Linked DNA regions of Mus musculus: all the other regions are linked to region 3. Evidence: chromatin contacts called from public promoter capture Hi-C data. All regions are on one chromosome and are shown on one strand. Each heading gives the region's core, a stretch centred on a gene start, on an enhancer-like site or on the middle of the called end of the contact. The rest is flanking DNA. Distances are from core to core; before and after follow the strand shown. Region 1 holds the start of E230016M11Rik (RIKEN cDNA E230016M11 gene). Region 2 holds the start of Gng12 (guanine nucleotide binding protein (G protein), gamma 12). Region 3 holds the start of Eif2ak3 (eukaryotic translation initiation factor 2 alpha kinase 3).

Region 1 (4,168 bases), core at 1,071-3,570, 3.8 Mb before region 3:
AGTGGAGACTATAGCTCTGCCAGGCTTTGTCTTCAGCACACACCTTTGCTTCCCTTGCCTCTGCCTCCCAGCTACAGTTAATTACCAGGTGCTTTCTAACCAGACAGTAGAAAGGCTTCTTCTACTGAAGTCTTTTCTTCTTCTTTTTCCTCTGACACTTCTTCCCTGACATAATCAGACCTCTCACAGCAGTAGGGGAAATTCTCTGGGAAGAGGCTACAACTTGACAAAACCTGCCCTTTGCCACGGTTCTCCCTTACGCTGGTACTGTATAGCCAGCCACTCACCCTATTTACTACCCCATACCTCCCCAAGTTATCTACCTACAACACTGACCAGGTCACTTCCTTCTGCAGACTGTGGCAAGTTCACAGAAAGAAGCTCAAATACATAATGGTGATGCAAGAACTCCTGTCAGCATCTGAGCTGAACCCCCACCTTTCCAACCCTCTCTCACTTATCTGCCTACACCAGAGGCAGGCAGAGACACCCTCGTAGGTCTCTCTGCAGGCTGTGATCTTTGATGCCTCCAATGAAATGTTTTTTCCTCAGTAAAAGCTTCACTCATCTTCAAGCAGCTTTGGTAACCCTCCTCTCTGCTTCCACGTTTTGCATGCAATTAATTATAGCATTTAAGTCATTCACTGTAATTTAGACTTTGCAAGGTGAATCTTGCCATATTCCCTTTTTCCTTACCCCGACCCTCTACAACCGCCCCCCCCCACCATCTTCCTGCCTAGTGTAAAATACAGCAAAGCTTCAATAGAATGTCCAATAATCAATATTGTAAAACACAAACCACACGTTGAGAAATGACACAATTATTCCATACCAGTTTATTTTAGATAATGTGCTTCAAAAACTTTATCATAAATAACCTTTCACATCATAAAATAACTTAGTAAGATTTATAATAAAACTTCTGAGAATTTAACATCTCATCAAAATACATTTAAACTGTGGCTTGAAAATATGATTAATCCTCTTTTACTTTCCTTTTATTTGAGGGCATAAAGACCAAAAAAAAAAAAGAAAAAAAATACCCAAACTATTGCTATACATTTAAAGTTTCAACAAAGCAATATTTGGCTTATTTGAAAGTAACCTGGCCATCCTAAATTAGCAGTTTTCTTTCTTGCAGTGCTTTGTAGTTTTTGTCCCTTTTGCCTTGGATTTCTCTTTTCTCGCAGCTTCCTTCTTCAGGCTCACCTCTCTCTCCCTCTGCAAAGTCATCTCTGAGCCCTCGTGCAGTTGAACTCGGCCCCTTGACATCAGTTTCTGTAATCCTTGCATCAGCGTGGGGAGTGACTGCTTGAGTAACTACAAAGGTATTTCAAAACTTCAGTGCAATTTGGTTCAGTTATTTCCATTCGGATGCCATCACCGTTCCGGGAGATTAATCACGGGCACCCACTGATCCATGTAGCGACTTTCCCGGCAAAAACAAATAAGTTGACTTAAGGCAGGATCCTTCCATTGTGATGAATGTGGGTTCTGTGAACAGATTTTGAAAAAATTACTTCCCCGGAAAATAATCAGCTTCTGCTACTAATTGTGCTACTTTTGAAAGGGCCAAACCCCGAACATTCTGTTAAAAACAGCATCTAGCATAGTCTAAACACCTGTAACGTGCACGGAACTACACAGAGTTTTGCATATTAACTACCCCATTCTGCATGAGGTTACCATTCTTAAGACCTCCCTTCCAAGCATGTACCCTGGTGGGTCATAAGTAAAAGACTCCTGAAAAGCATTCTCAGGCTGTGTGCACGGTGAGGGCTGCAGGGCAGGCAGCTGCTGAACTCTTATCTTCCCTGACGATGAATAGCACATTTTACTGGCAGCAACAAGTAACCAGGCAGTCACTTCCCTACACAAGTCAGAAGAGAAAGAGTACAAAAACAAAAAACCAGAAGACCTAGACAGCACGGTTCTTTCTGAAAACACTATCAACCCACCACACATTTTTAAGCGGTGGGGAGGAGGGAGCTCGTTTAAACAAACTCAAGAGCAGCAAAGAAAAGAATTCCACTCGGTACACTTCAGAGTATCTATCTATATCCAGGGAATTAATAAGGTCTGTCTCCTACACCACTTCTACCTTTAGCTTTGACAGCAAATGAAGAATGAAGCTAACTTCTTAACGAAGGGTAAACCGGGAATTTATTTGGCTTTATCTAATCTGTTCTGCTCAAAGAATTAGCCACGCGAGGTTGTGCAGAGGTAAGCAGAGGTAGCAGCTGGGCAGCTTGCTGACTCACAGGGATATCTTCCGCCGCTGGAGGCCACCCACGAGCTTAGACACGCTCCGTACCCTATCACAACCCCCGCGAGATCAGCGTTCAGCTCGGACAAGGTCCACCCCAGCAGATTCTGGGCTGCAGCCCCGGGTCTCTTACCGTCACCAGCACACAGTGCAGGTCCGGGGTCTGCGCGGCGCCCCCGCTCTCCGCCGGGCCCGCGTCGTTCTCCAGTAGCAGCAGCTCAGCTAGCCGACCCGGGTTGCTGACCCGCAGGATGTTGATGTCGTTCTCGCAGCAGAACGCACGGATGAGGGTGAAATGGATCTGCAGAGCCACATCCCGGTCGTCGTCTTCGTCAGCAGCCAGCAGGCACAGTACCACGTTATCGGGGTCTCTGCGGGCAGCGGGGCAGCGGTGAGTTGCATACGCTCAGGGGGGCGCGGGGTAGAGGCGGGTGGGTGGGCGAGCGGGGAACGCGGGCCACTTACACGTTGAGCAGCTTGGCAGCCTCGTACACGCCGACCGTAATGGTGCGCTGACTCCGAGCCTTGCTGAGCACTTCCTCCAGGGCATCGCCCACCGTGTCCATCCTGCGGGCGGCAGGGTGAGAGCGGGTCAGCCGGGTCCCCGGACGCGAGGCGGGAGGGGCGGCGGCCACCGAGTCGGCAGGCACACTTACCTTTCGGTCTTCTGCTCTGCAGCCGAGAATTCCTCCAAAGTCATATTGCAAGTGCGAGTCCCTCCCTCGGCGCGCGGGCTGCTCCTGGCCCCCACAGTGCGCGGCGCCGGCTCTGCGCTCGCTCCCACCCTCCCTTCTCCGCTCCGGCCGGCCGGCTGCTCGCCTAGCCTCGCTGGGGAACTCTGCACTGCTGCCTCGGGGCCACTGGAGGACAAAGGGCCCGATTCCGGAGATATGGGGCTAGCCCTCAGCCAACCAGGTCCAGCTTCATTTGCATGCAGTCAGGCCATTGGGTTATGCAAATTAGCAGACGTTGACACCCAGACCCTCGCTCCACCAAAGCAAGGCAGAGTTGAGCGGAAAGGGGCGGAGCTACGCGGGAGGGAGCCCACGGGACGAAGGTGGTGCTGAAACCCGGTTGGTGGGGTCCTGAGCCAGCTCTAGGTAGTTTGTGGAGCCTTCTGGTGCGGAGGGCTTTGCAGTGGTTCAAGTGTCCTCAGCTCTGACTGAAACAGCCTGCCAATTGTTTTTCTGGTTGTGGACATCTTTTGATTGTCGTTTCGTGCCCTTTGTGTTAAGGGGCTGCTTTTTAAATTTTACTTCCAGGGATTAATGCACTCCAGTCTAGCTGTTGTTAGTAAGCATATTTTTAAGTGTCCAGACATGCCGGGCAAAGCTTGCTTCAGTGTTTATATGCAAGTTTCAGGTAAACCTGCTTATTCCCAGTAGTAGTCTTTTGGTGCCCTGATGGCTGGTTTGATTTGGTTTTGGTTGGTTGTGAGAATTTGAAACTCCAGGGAGAAGAAAAAAAAAAAAAAAATCGCATTTGTGTGTAGTGGTGGCACAGTACCAAGTTGGAATCTTTTCCACAAAAAGTTGGTGAAATTTCTGCCTACTCCATGTAAGGTGGGGAGCTGGTGATCGCATGTTTAACGAGCCAAATTCACCGTTCTTAGAATCCTTCCTGAAGAAGGCTCCTTCTGATCAAGTAAGAGCTAAGAGAGAAATTCTGTGGTATTCAGAGGTGCCATCATGGAAATTCGAGGTGCTCACGATGTTCCCTGAGCGTCCCATCACAGGCAGAAGAGTATGACACCACCTTTACTGTCTATGAGCTCACTCTGAATTACTGAAGCTGAATCATGAAGCTGTAACTGTAGTACATTTTAGCCATGTGCTCAAATTTCACCTTTGAGATAATAGCAACTTGTAGGTAGAAGGCAAACCCTCGTAACTGCAAGCAGGA
Region 2 (4,668 bases), core at 133-2,632, 3.9 Mb before region 3:
AAAAGTACATGAAGTACTTAACTGGGCTATATAATGATCCAGAGGTGGAAATCACAACCATAATAGTCCATTCTTGTGTCTGGCCATTCTGTTTAGGGTGCATCTTCAAACTGTCACGATCTGAATCAGCCAAGTGTTTCCTAACACTGTAGAAAGTAGGAAATAAAAGGCAGGCTGTGGTTTGTACCTCAACAAGAACATCCTCTGGAGGCTGCTCAGACCACACTGGCCAAGCAAGGCATTCTTGAGTAAGAGTGCAAACAGGAGTGAATTTAAAGCCTTCAGTGGGATTCAGTACCTAGATCCCAGCATCCCCAAGACCCACTCAACAGTGCATCCTCATCCAATGCTAGTACTTATTTATTTCTGTTTGATCTTTTAAATAATATATTTTATTTATTCTTTGACAATTTCATACAGGTATCCTGATCACACCCAACTTCCCCTCCTACTCTGCCACCCCCAACCCCCAACATGTTTCCCTCCCACCGTCCTTCCTTCCCCTTCCTTCCTTCCTTCCTTCCTTCCTTCCTTCCTTCCTTCCTTCCTTCCTTCCTTCCTTCCTTCCTTCCCTCCCTCCCTCCCTCCCTCCCTCCCTCCCTCCCTCCCTCCCTCCCTCCCTTCCTTGGCACTGAGTCCAATTACTGACCCCTGCTCTCACCCAATAGTAGCATCATTTTAAAAAGAGATCACGATGATTATTAGTGACTCACACCTTGGAGTACTCTAGCCAACTGCTGAGTGTTACCATTTCTGTACATCCATCTCTACAGGACTTAAGCAAGTCCCCCTCAGGTTGATGGTATCTCCTATCACATTTAGCATAATGCTTGACCCCACACAACAGGTGCTTCGTTTTGTTGAATGGCTGTAAGCAGCTTTTGTGGAAGCAAAACTAGCCCTTCAACCTGCCAAACTCTAAATGCTTACAAAACAAAACAAAACAAAACAAAACAAAAAAACAACCTGTCCAATTAATTTATTATGCAGTACTCTGTCCGGTCTGGGACATTCAATAATCTGGCTTTACCTCCATTTCTGGGAAACAACCTCCCTGTTGCCCCAGAGTCCTTTAAATATGACGGTGGCCGTTTCCTCAGACCTTTCTGGATCAGAGCCCCACTTTTGTGTGGGGTTTGGCAGAGCTCATCTTCGCAGCCTGGGGACTGCGGTGTGTGGTCCTGGTGGTGATGTATGGTGGTGGCCTCGCGTGGTTGCCCGGGCCCACCGCACCGCAGCGAGCTGCACCAACCCAGCCGCGGGCACGCGTGTCCTGACCCCCGACGGCCGCAGTTGGGCGCGGCGACCACGTCCCATGCCCGTGGGCCAGAGCGGAGGGGGTGGCGGCGACAGCCCCGCCCACCGGGCCGTGCGCCCCGCCCACGCGCGAGGGGAGGAGCTGGAGCGGAGTAGGGAGGAGAGGTCGGGCGGTCCCGGGAGCGCGGAGAGCCGGACTCCCAGGCGGCGGCAGCAGCGGCGGCGGCGGCGACGACGGCGAAGAGTGAGTGCCAAGGTAGCGCCGGGACCGGACGGGGCGGGGCGGTCGCCGCTACTTCGGGGCCGCCTGTGGGTCCCGCGGGCTGGCAGCGGGCTGGAGCTAGGGAGCGGAGGAAGGAAGCGCGTGCTGCGGGCGCTCTGGGCCGCGGAAGGGGAGTGGGAGCGAGGCCAGCCGGGGCCCACAGACGCGAGAGCCCGCTGGGGCGCGAGTGGCCCCTGAGGCTGGGTCTCCGTAGCTGCCTCGCTCGGCCTCGCCCCGCCGGAGGAAGGCCCGGGAAAAGCCGCCAGGTCGCGGTGGTGCGGGAGGAGCCGGTCGGAGCCGCCACGCACGCCCCTCCTCCGATCTCTAGACGCGCGTGGGTTGGCAGCCTCGGTACTGGGTCTTCACAGGGGGGTGGCGGCGGGTAAGGAGCTGATCGTGGAGAGAATTCGGGTGACACTTCACGAGGGACCCTGCGGCGGTGACTGGAACAGGAAGGTCGGAGTTCAAACTTGAGCCTTGTGTGCTTTTTTTATATTTTTTTTTAAATGTAGCGCCTGAAGCTTAGCCCGTGGGTTTAAAAAACTCCTCTTTATTTTAGTTAGGGCCTGTCAATTAAACTTCATTTTAAGACGCCATTGCTAGTGTCTCCTGACACTCGTTTATCCTTTTAAGTCTGTGGATGCCTTGTAAACTTGACTTAACTTTCACAAAGGGAGCCGTGATTCTTGTTAAACTTTAAGCAACTGGAAATCAGCTGGAAGGATCTGCCGAGGCCTGTGGTCTCGTGGTCCTCCTGTGCGGGCGTGGCTGTGCACAAACAAGTGGGTAGGAAAGGACGCAGCCCCACGCTTGAGCTGGAGGGGAGATCTGTGCCCATGTGCCAGGGCACGTTTAAACGCAGCTCCAAGTGGAAACACTGGGGATGTCTTAGGCCTTGTTGGACGGACTTCACATGATTCGTCTCATTCCGGTCAGTTATTTCCTCTCCCCACTGCTCTTTAGACACTGTTTATATTTCCTGGGGCGATCGTAGCGTCTCCTGAATAGATTGTCTATAATGAATCTTTTGGATGTTGTCAGAGCCAGGCTCTGTGTCTGTGTGTTCTCAATGTTTAAAGCAATAGCTTGGCTGTGTTTTGAGAGTGCTGGTCACCCTGCTGCACCATTGCTTGGCACTTCAAACCATGGATGTAAATTACCTCCGGATTCCAGCCCTTCCCCAGGGAAGCTGGGAAAGCAGTCACTGGAGAACAGTAAGGTTAAATTTACTATGATCAAGCAGTCACTTTCAAGAAAGGAGGGCCACCCTCCCCTTTTAGAACAAAAATGTATATGTCAGCAGGGTCATTTTCCAATAAATAAGCATATGGTCCTCACATATTTTTATATTTTCTCTATATTTTGTCTGTTTCGTACACGTGTACCCCCTTACCCTCTCTTTCAAGCCCCTCCCACTGATCACCTCTTTCCTCCCCACCACATTTTAAAAAGCAATCAATTGTAGATTGCTAAGTGGGCGTTTAGATAAAATATTCAGATCCTTTGCCTCTCTTAACAGTCAGCCAGCACCATAAAGTCCTGGGTGAAGTCCAGTGAATGCTGAACACTAAGTACAATGCAGCTGGATTGAGCACAAGCACGTTACTGTGTAGAACCCAGCACAGTGTGCAGCTCTTAGATTTGTATAGAACCCTATAAGAATAAGGATCTGTGCTTCTCAGGAGACGACAAGTGTGGTATACAGAGGAGGTGCAGAAAGCTCTGAGCTTATTTGAAAGACAAATCTCTTGACAGTTGGGTTGCTGTTGTCATAGGTTACAGAACACACATGGCGTTCAGGTGATGAGAGCAAAGGGCCCCACAGTAAAAAAAAAAATTTTTCAGAAAAAAGTTAGCTAATGCCCAATAATTTTTATTCCAAACCTCTCTCTAGTAGGAAAAAAAAGTCAGAACGATCTCACTTACTACGCTGTGTTTTAACTAGCTTTTGCTGTTGTTTGTTTCATTTTAGTGTAAGCCTTATAGGAAGGTGAAGTTCTAGAAGTAGTTTTCTGAGCTTGACTGAGAGGGGAAGGTACTTAACAGTGGTTTGCTGTGTAGGCTTTCTTGTCAGACACTCCAGGATGAGAATGTTATTTAGCCCTTTTCAATCCGATTTGTAAGCAGGAGTAACAGTGGTCTCTACTTGTAGTGTTTTGATGAAAGTGTATCAATTAGTCTTTGAAAAAAACAGACTGAAACTAACCTACATAAAGGGCTTAGAATGATCACTTTTCTTTTTAATCTAGTTTACACAGCAGGTTACTTGATAAATGATAATAGGTAGAACCTTCTGGAAATGCAAGATGCCACCATTTTAAGTTCCAAAGAGTGATGAGTGCTGGCAGGGTAACTCACACCTGTAATCTCAGCAGTTGGCAAAGCCGAGACAGGAGAATTGCTCTGAGTTCAAAGCCAGTTTGGACAACATAATAAGTTCTAAACTAGCGTATATTAGAGTGATATCTTGCTTTAAAAAAAAAAACAAAAAAACTAAAGGTTGAGCAGATTGTGTGTGTGTATGTATGTGTGAATGTATGTATGTGAATAAGTGTGTATAAGCTTGTATGTCCTGTTTTACCCATGGCAGTATGAAAATGATTGATGGGCCAATAATTTTAATAATGCTTTTGATGTTGTTAAATACATAGTATTTAATGCTAGGCAATTAGGAACATAAGTTGCTTTTTAAGTTTAAAAAGAATTTTTATTTTAAATAGTTACATTTATTAACCTTGGATAGGAAATTAAATAAATAAATAAGCCCAGAAGTAACATTTGTCTTTAATCAAGAACGACTGTTAAAGTTTGAAAAGATGTGATCCAAGAGTGTGAAGTGGTTGGCTCTTGTGTGCCTGGCTGTCCAAGGCCAGCAGATAAGCCATAAAAGTGGGGACTAATTGTGTTTATTTTGAAAATTTTGTGAGAGTAGATGGTTAATTCAGGAAATGAACTCACAGAATCACTGACTTATTTGCTAAAGTTTGCGAAATTGAAAAAAAAAAACTTTTTACTCTAAAAAACAAACCCCTTTGAGCATCTGCTTCTTCATTAATGCATATCAGATGCATCTGATGAACCAAGTCGGTGACACAGGAGTGCTAGCTTACCACGATTTCAAGTATAAAGGGTACAGTGTTCATTATGAA
Region 3 (4,629 bases), core at 2,033-4,532:
TCCTTCTTTCCACTTGTTTATTTCCTCTTCATCCTGGAGTATTTATTGATTCATCCGATAAATACTCGTTAAATGCTTAGTTCAACTACTTGAACTTAAAGCTGCATTGGTGAGCAAATGATCAGAAACCTTACATGCAAATAGAGGTACTCGGGCAATTGACATAAAAATAGTACACGCAGCATTTAAGTCCAAGAGAAATAAAGCAGAAAGAACATAGGGAATGAGGCTGTAAGGATTTCAGTTCAAATATGGTGGACAGGAGGTGCCTCGTTGGGAAGGTAATATAACTTTGAATAGCATGAAAACACATCTTGTGGGTGTCCAGATGTTTTATATTGAACTCTGTCCCTCCCCACTACATCTGTATGCTGAAATCCTAACCCCTAGTATCTCAGAACACAATTTGGATGTAAGAGCTCCCAGGATATGATTAAGTTAACCTGAAACCCCAGTGTGGGTTCTAATCCAGTATAGCTAATGTTTTACCAAGAATAAAAAGAAAGGAAGGAGAAGTTGCAAAGTGTTTAAAAGTGTGCATTGCTCTTGCACAGGACAATACTTTGGTTCCCAGCATTCACATCAAGCAGCTCAGAACCACCTGTACCTCCAGCTCCGGGGATCATATGCCTTCTTCTGACCTCCACAGGCACTGCGTGCGCTCACACATACAAACCTACACAGAGACCCACATACACACATTTTAAAAATAATTAAAGTGAAAATTTTCACATTAAAATTTACACACACACATAAATAAATAAATAAATAAATAAATAAATAAATAAATAAAATGGTATTCTCCCCGCTCCAATTCCTCCTCACCTCCTACTCACCCAACTTCAGGTTTTCTTTCTAAAATAAAAACAAAAACAGGAGGGAAAAAAAACACCAAAAATTAAAGCAGACAAGCAAACTGGAAAAAAATTAAGATAAAGACCTCTAAAACAAAACAAAAAGCACAAAAAATTAGCATATGCTTTGTCTTAACCAGGTAAGTACTCCTAGGCATGGGCCCACCCTGGAGTGTGGCTGATGTACTACCCAGTGAAACTCCATTGGAGAAAACTAATTTTCCCTTTCCCAGCAGTTATCTTGCAAATAGTGTCTTGCTTAGGGGCGGGACTTTGTATCCACCGACCACTGTCAGTGCTGGGTTTTGGTCTGGTTCCAGCCTGTGCAGATCTTTTGTATGCTGTCAGTTTCTGTTGAGTCCATGTACACATTAGTGGCACCGATGTTCTGGGAGTGGCCAATCACTTTTTGATTGGATTTAAGGCCCACTCCATAAGGTAGAACCCATAGCTGATGCTGACATTGTAGTGAAAACCTGAAACTAGACAGTCACATACTTAGGGGCAAATCTACTATTATTATTGTTATAAGGACATAGCAATAAAGCGACTACTGATGACATATTGCTATATCGTCAGTAGAGCACCATTCACCCTCATCAGAGAAGCGGCTTCTTGCAATAAAGACAGAAATTAACAAAGAGATCCTCAACTGAACAATATACAGAAAGTTGGGTACTCTGGAGCTCTCAGTCCTAAATAGGATATCTGTATCAAACCTCTCCCCACAAGGCTGTGTTTTGCACAGAAAAGATGGGAAGATTGTCAGAGTCATAGGTAGCAGGTAACTCCAAGGGAAGAGTTTCTTCCAGACACAACAGTACCAGTATACATACGAGCTTAAAATGGAATCTTTAAAAATAAATAAAAAGAGAAAGGGACCATATGAGCAGAGGAAAGTTCACATGAAGAAGCAATAGAGTAGCCATCTAACAAACCAAAAGGGGCCTCAGAAGAACTCGATTCTGATGGCTCCCGATGGAGGAATTCTAGCCTCTAGAACACATATGCTAGAGGGAATTTGCTATGACAGCCCTGGAGAATTAATATACAGGGCAAGAACTTCCGGTCCTTGGCTTTCATCCTAAGCAACACAGGGTAAGTTGAAGGTCATATCCTGCCCTGTAGGGAAGCAGGAAAACAAGGGACAAAATGTCTCATAGAGGAAAGGCTGAGTTCCACAGTGGAGGACACTTAGGAGGAAAAACGGGACTCCTCTTCGAATTTATTAAAACCATGTGAGTGAATCAGAGCAATCTGGGTGGAGCTGAGGAATACTAATGCCTGTGCAGTGTGTGTGAGATGAGAGAGGACAGGAAGACAAGGCGCTTTAGAGATTTGTTGTACAGAAGAGAGAAGGAATGTGGTGAGAACTAAAGGGAGAAATGGGTTTATAGGGATTGGGGCTGAGTGGAAATTAAGTGTGCTTCATGCAGATGGAGACCAGCGTACACAAACTGCCAACATCATTAAAAATCTTCCCAGTGTTTGGTTGGTGTTCTGAGTACACTGCTGAAGGATGCAACTTCTTACTCTTCCACACACCAGCTCTGAAATCTTCAGGGTATTCGCAACTACTTTAAGAGAATTTTAAACGCTTTGGTCAAACATTTGAACCTTCCCCACTTTGGTCGTTGTCGTTCTATTTCTCCTGAGGGCAGTGTAAAGCATGCCAAACCAACCGGGAGACTTAATAAATTTTTGTGACTGTGTGACCTTGTGCAGATTACTTCAAGTGCGCCAGGCCTGGGATCCTCCTTTATAAACAGGTTAAGAGGCGTTCCGGGCGCTCTGGGTTATCTGTTCTACAGATCACTGTCATCTCTATCAAAGCTGTAATTGTAATTCTTAATACCTTCCTAGCCACAAATTGGGCAACTCCTGAACTTCTAAGGACACATGACCTGTGCAGTCACTTTCCCCCAACTCTCATCCCTTCTTTCCAAATAAATTCGGCTTGGGAATAGCAAAAGCATCTATCCCTTTAAGATCAGCCACCTCCCGGCCACCCGGGACTCCTTTCCACTCTTCTTCCTTTCACAGGGGACGGTCCTCTTCACACTCAGAATCGGCCACGTACTAAGTGCCGCTTCCAACCAATCAAGAAGCAGTTAGCTCAGGCCTTTGAGGAGCATCCACTTTCACCAATAATCTCCAAGCTTTTCCCAGCGCCTCACTTTGAGGGGCGAGGCCAATCAGGGAATGGACCAATCCGTTCCAGAAGTGGCATTAGGGAACTGAAATGATTCACCAATCGCCTAAGAAGACTCTGGGGAGGGGCATTTCTCATTGGCCGTCGTTCCCGGAAAAGGGCCGGACTGCCACAGGGAAAACTACAATTTGATTGGTAGGTATAATGTTGACAACAAGGAACGCGTCTGCCTGGCTCGGAGTGGCAAGGCGCGCAACCAATCGCAGAGCAGACGCACGGAACCCTCGCTCAATGGGCGATGTCTGCACAAGGCTGTCACTCAGGTGGCAGTGGCTGAGACGTGGCCGGGCAGCTCTGCTGCTGCGGCGCGAAGTCGAGAGGCGGCGGGGTCCGTGGCGCGCGCTCGCAGTGCTCCGAGGCTCCGAGCGGCGAGACGGGCGGGCGCCGACGGCAGGGTCTCCATGCCCGCGCGTGGGGCGGGCCGCTGATGGAGCGCGCCACCCGGCCCGGGCCGCGCGCGCTGCTGCTGCTTCTGTTCCTGCTGCTGGGCTGCGCGGCGGGGATCTCGGCGGTCGCGCCCGCCCGCAGTTTGCTTGCTCCCGCGTCGGAGACAGTGTTTGGCTTAGGGGCAGCGGCCGCCCCGACTTCGGCCGCGCGGGTGCCTGCGGTGGCAACGGCCGAAGTGACCGTGGAGGACGCCGAGGCATTGCCGGCTGCCGCTGGCGAACCGGAGTCACGCGCGACGGAGCCCGATGACGACGTGGAACTGCGGCCTCGCGGCAGGTGAGAGGTTGGGAACTAGGGTCGGGGCACCTCTCGCAGGGATGCGAGTGACTGCGGACAAAGCAGAGAGCCGCGACACCTTCCTGTCCCACTCTGAGCGCCTGCCTGGTCCTGGCTGTGGGAGGGCAACAGCATCTTTAAAGGAGGATGAGGGATGCCTGGAGAATGCAACACCCGGCTTAGGGAAGAAAGTCACTTCCCCGCTTTCATTGTTTTCGGGCTTTAACCATATGCACTTTACACTCCCATTCCCAAATACTTGACTCGTTCTGTCCTGATTCTGTTGCGACAGGTAAAACGACTTTCAAAAGAGATGCCTACATTTATCCTTCAAATACAAGTCTGTTGTGGCTCCTGGTCGAGGGTTTTGATTTTCTGTTTCTCTAATTGAGATATGCGGGAACACCTGCATCAGAATTACCAGGGGGATGCTGGTTAAATGGACAGTTTTCTAGGCTCCGCCCCGGTTTTACTAAACCAGACCTTTTCTGGGTAAGAACAAGCACTCTCAAGAGCTCCGAACACACTTAGAGGTTAAAGTTTAAGGAGTGTGCTTGGGTTCTTTTATCCTAGCAGCTTTTTGATATTTAAAGGGGGTTAGCATAGTTTATTTCAGTTGGATTTCTTAGCCTTATAAACATACAAATTCAAGAGACAAGTTTTAAAGCAATTTTCAAAGTCTGCACAGAATGTAAAATACTTTAATAAAGTATTTTTCAGATAGCATGTGTGGAGAAAGTGGCACTATTTAATAGAAAGAATGCTAAAAGAGCATTAGGTAAATTAAGAGCTGCATCTAAATTAGAACATATCTAAGTTTGTAACATAGTAGTTATAGAT

What was found. Promoter capture Hi-C pulls out the DNA fragments that hold promoters and counts their contacts.
Region 1: a promoter capture Hi-C map of pre-B cells shows a contact between it and region 3. The contact joins the promoter of E230016M11Rik here to the promoter of Eif2ak3 in region 3. A contact is called at or near these places in 3 of 39 promoter capture datasets (cranial neural crest, maxillary cranial neural crest and pre-B cells).
Region 2: a promoter capture Hi-C map of pre-B cells shows a contact between it and region 3. The contact joins the promoter of Gng12 here to the promoter of Eif2ak3 in region 3. A contact is called at or near these places in 2 of 39 promoter capture datasets (cranial neural crest and pre-B cells).

What each region holds. Positions count from the first base shown.
Region 1 is chr6:67,034,279-67,038,446 of GRCm38.p6, forward strand. It overlaps E230016M11Rik (RIKEN cDNA E230016M11 gene), which reads left to right and starts at 2,321. Exons shown (of 7, transcript NR_040278.1): 1 at 2,321-2,657. Gadd45a (growth arrest and DNA-damage-inducible 45 alpha) reads right to left here and starts at 3,129. Exons shown (of 4, transcript NM_007836.1): 1 at 2,923-3,129; 2 at 2,732-2,833; 3 at 2,400-2,637; 4 at 818-1,494. The coding sequence starts at 2,966. The coding sequence ends at 1,381.
Region 2 is chr6:66,895,015-66,899,682 of GRCm38.p6, forward strand. It overlaps Gng12 (guanine nucleotide binding protein (G protein), gamma 12), which reads left to right and starts at 1,383. Exons shown (of 5, transcript NM_025278.5): 1 at 1,383-1,513. It overlaps 4930597O21Rik (a long non-coding RNA gene), which reads right to left. Exons shown (of 3, transcript XR_003956381.1): 2 at 1,031-2,003; 3 at 1-146.
Region 3 is chr6:70,841,233-70,845,861 of GRCm38.p6, forward strand. Eif2ak3 (eukaryotic translation initiation factor 2 alpha kinase 3) reads left to right here and starts at 3,283. Exons shown (of 17, transcript NM_010121.3): 1 at 3,283-3,789. The coding sequence starts at 3,494.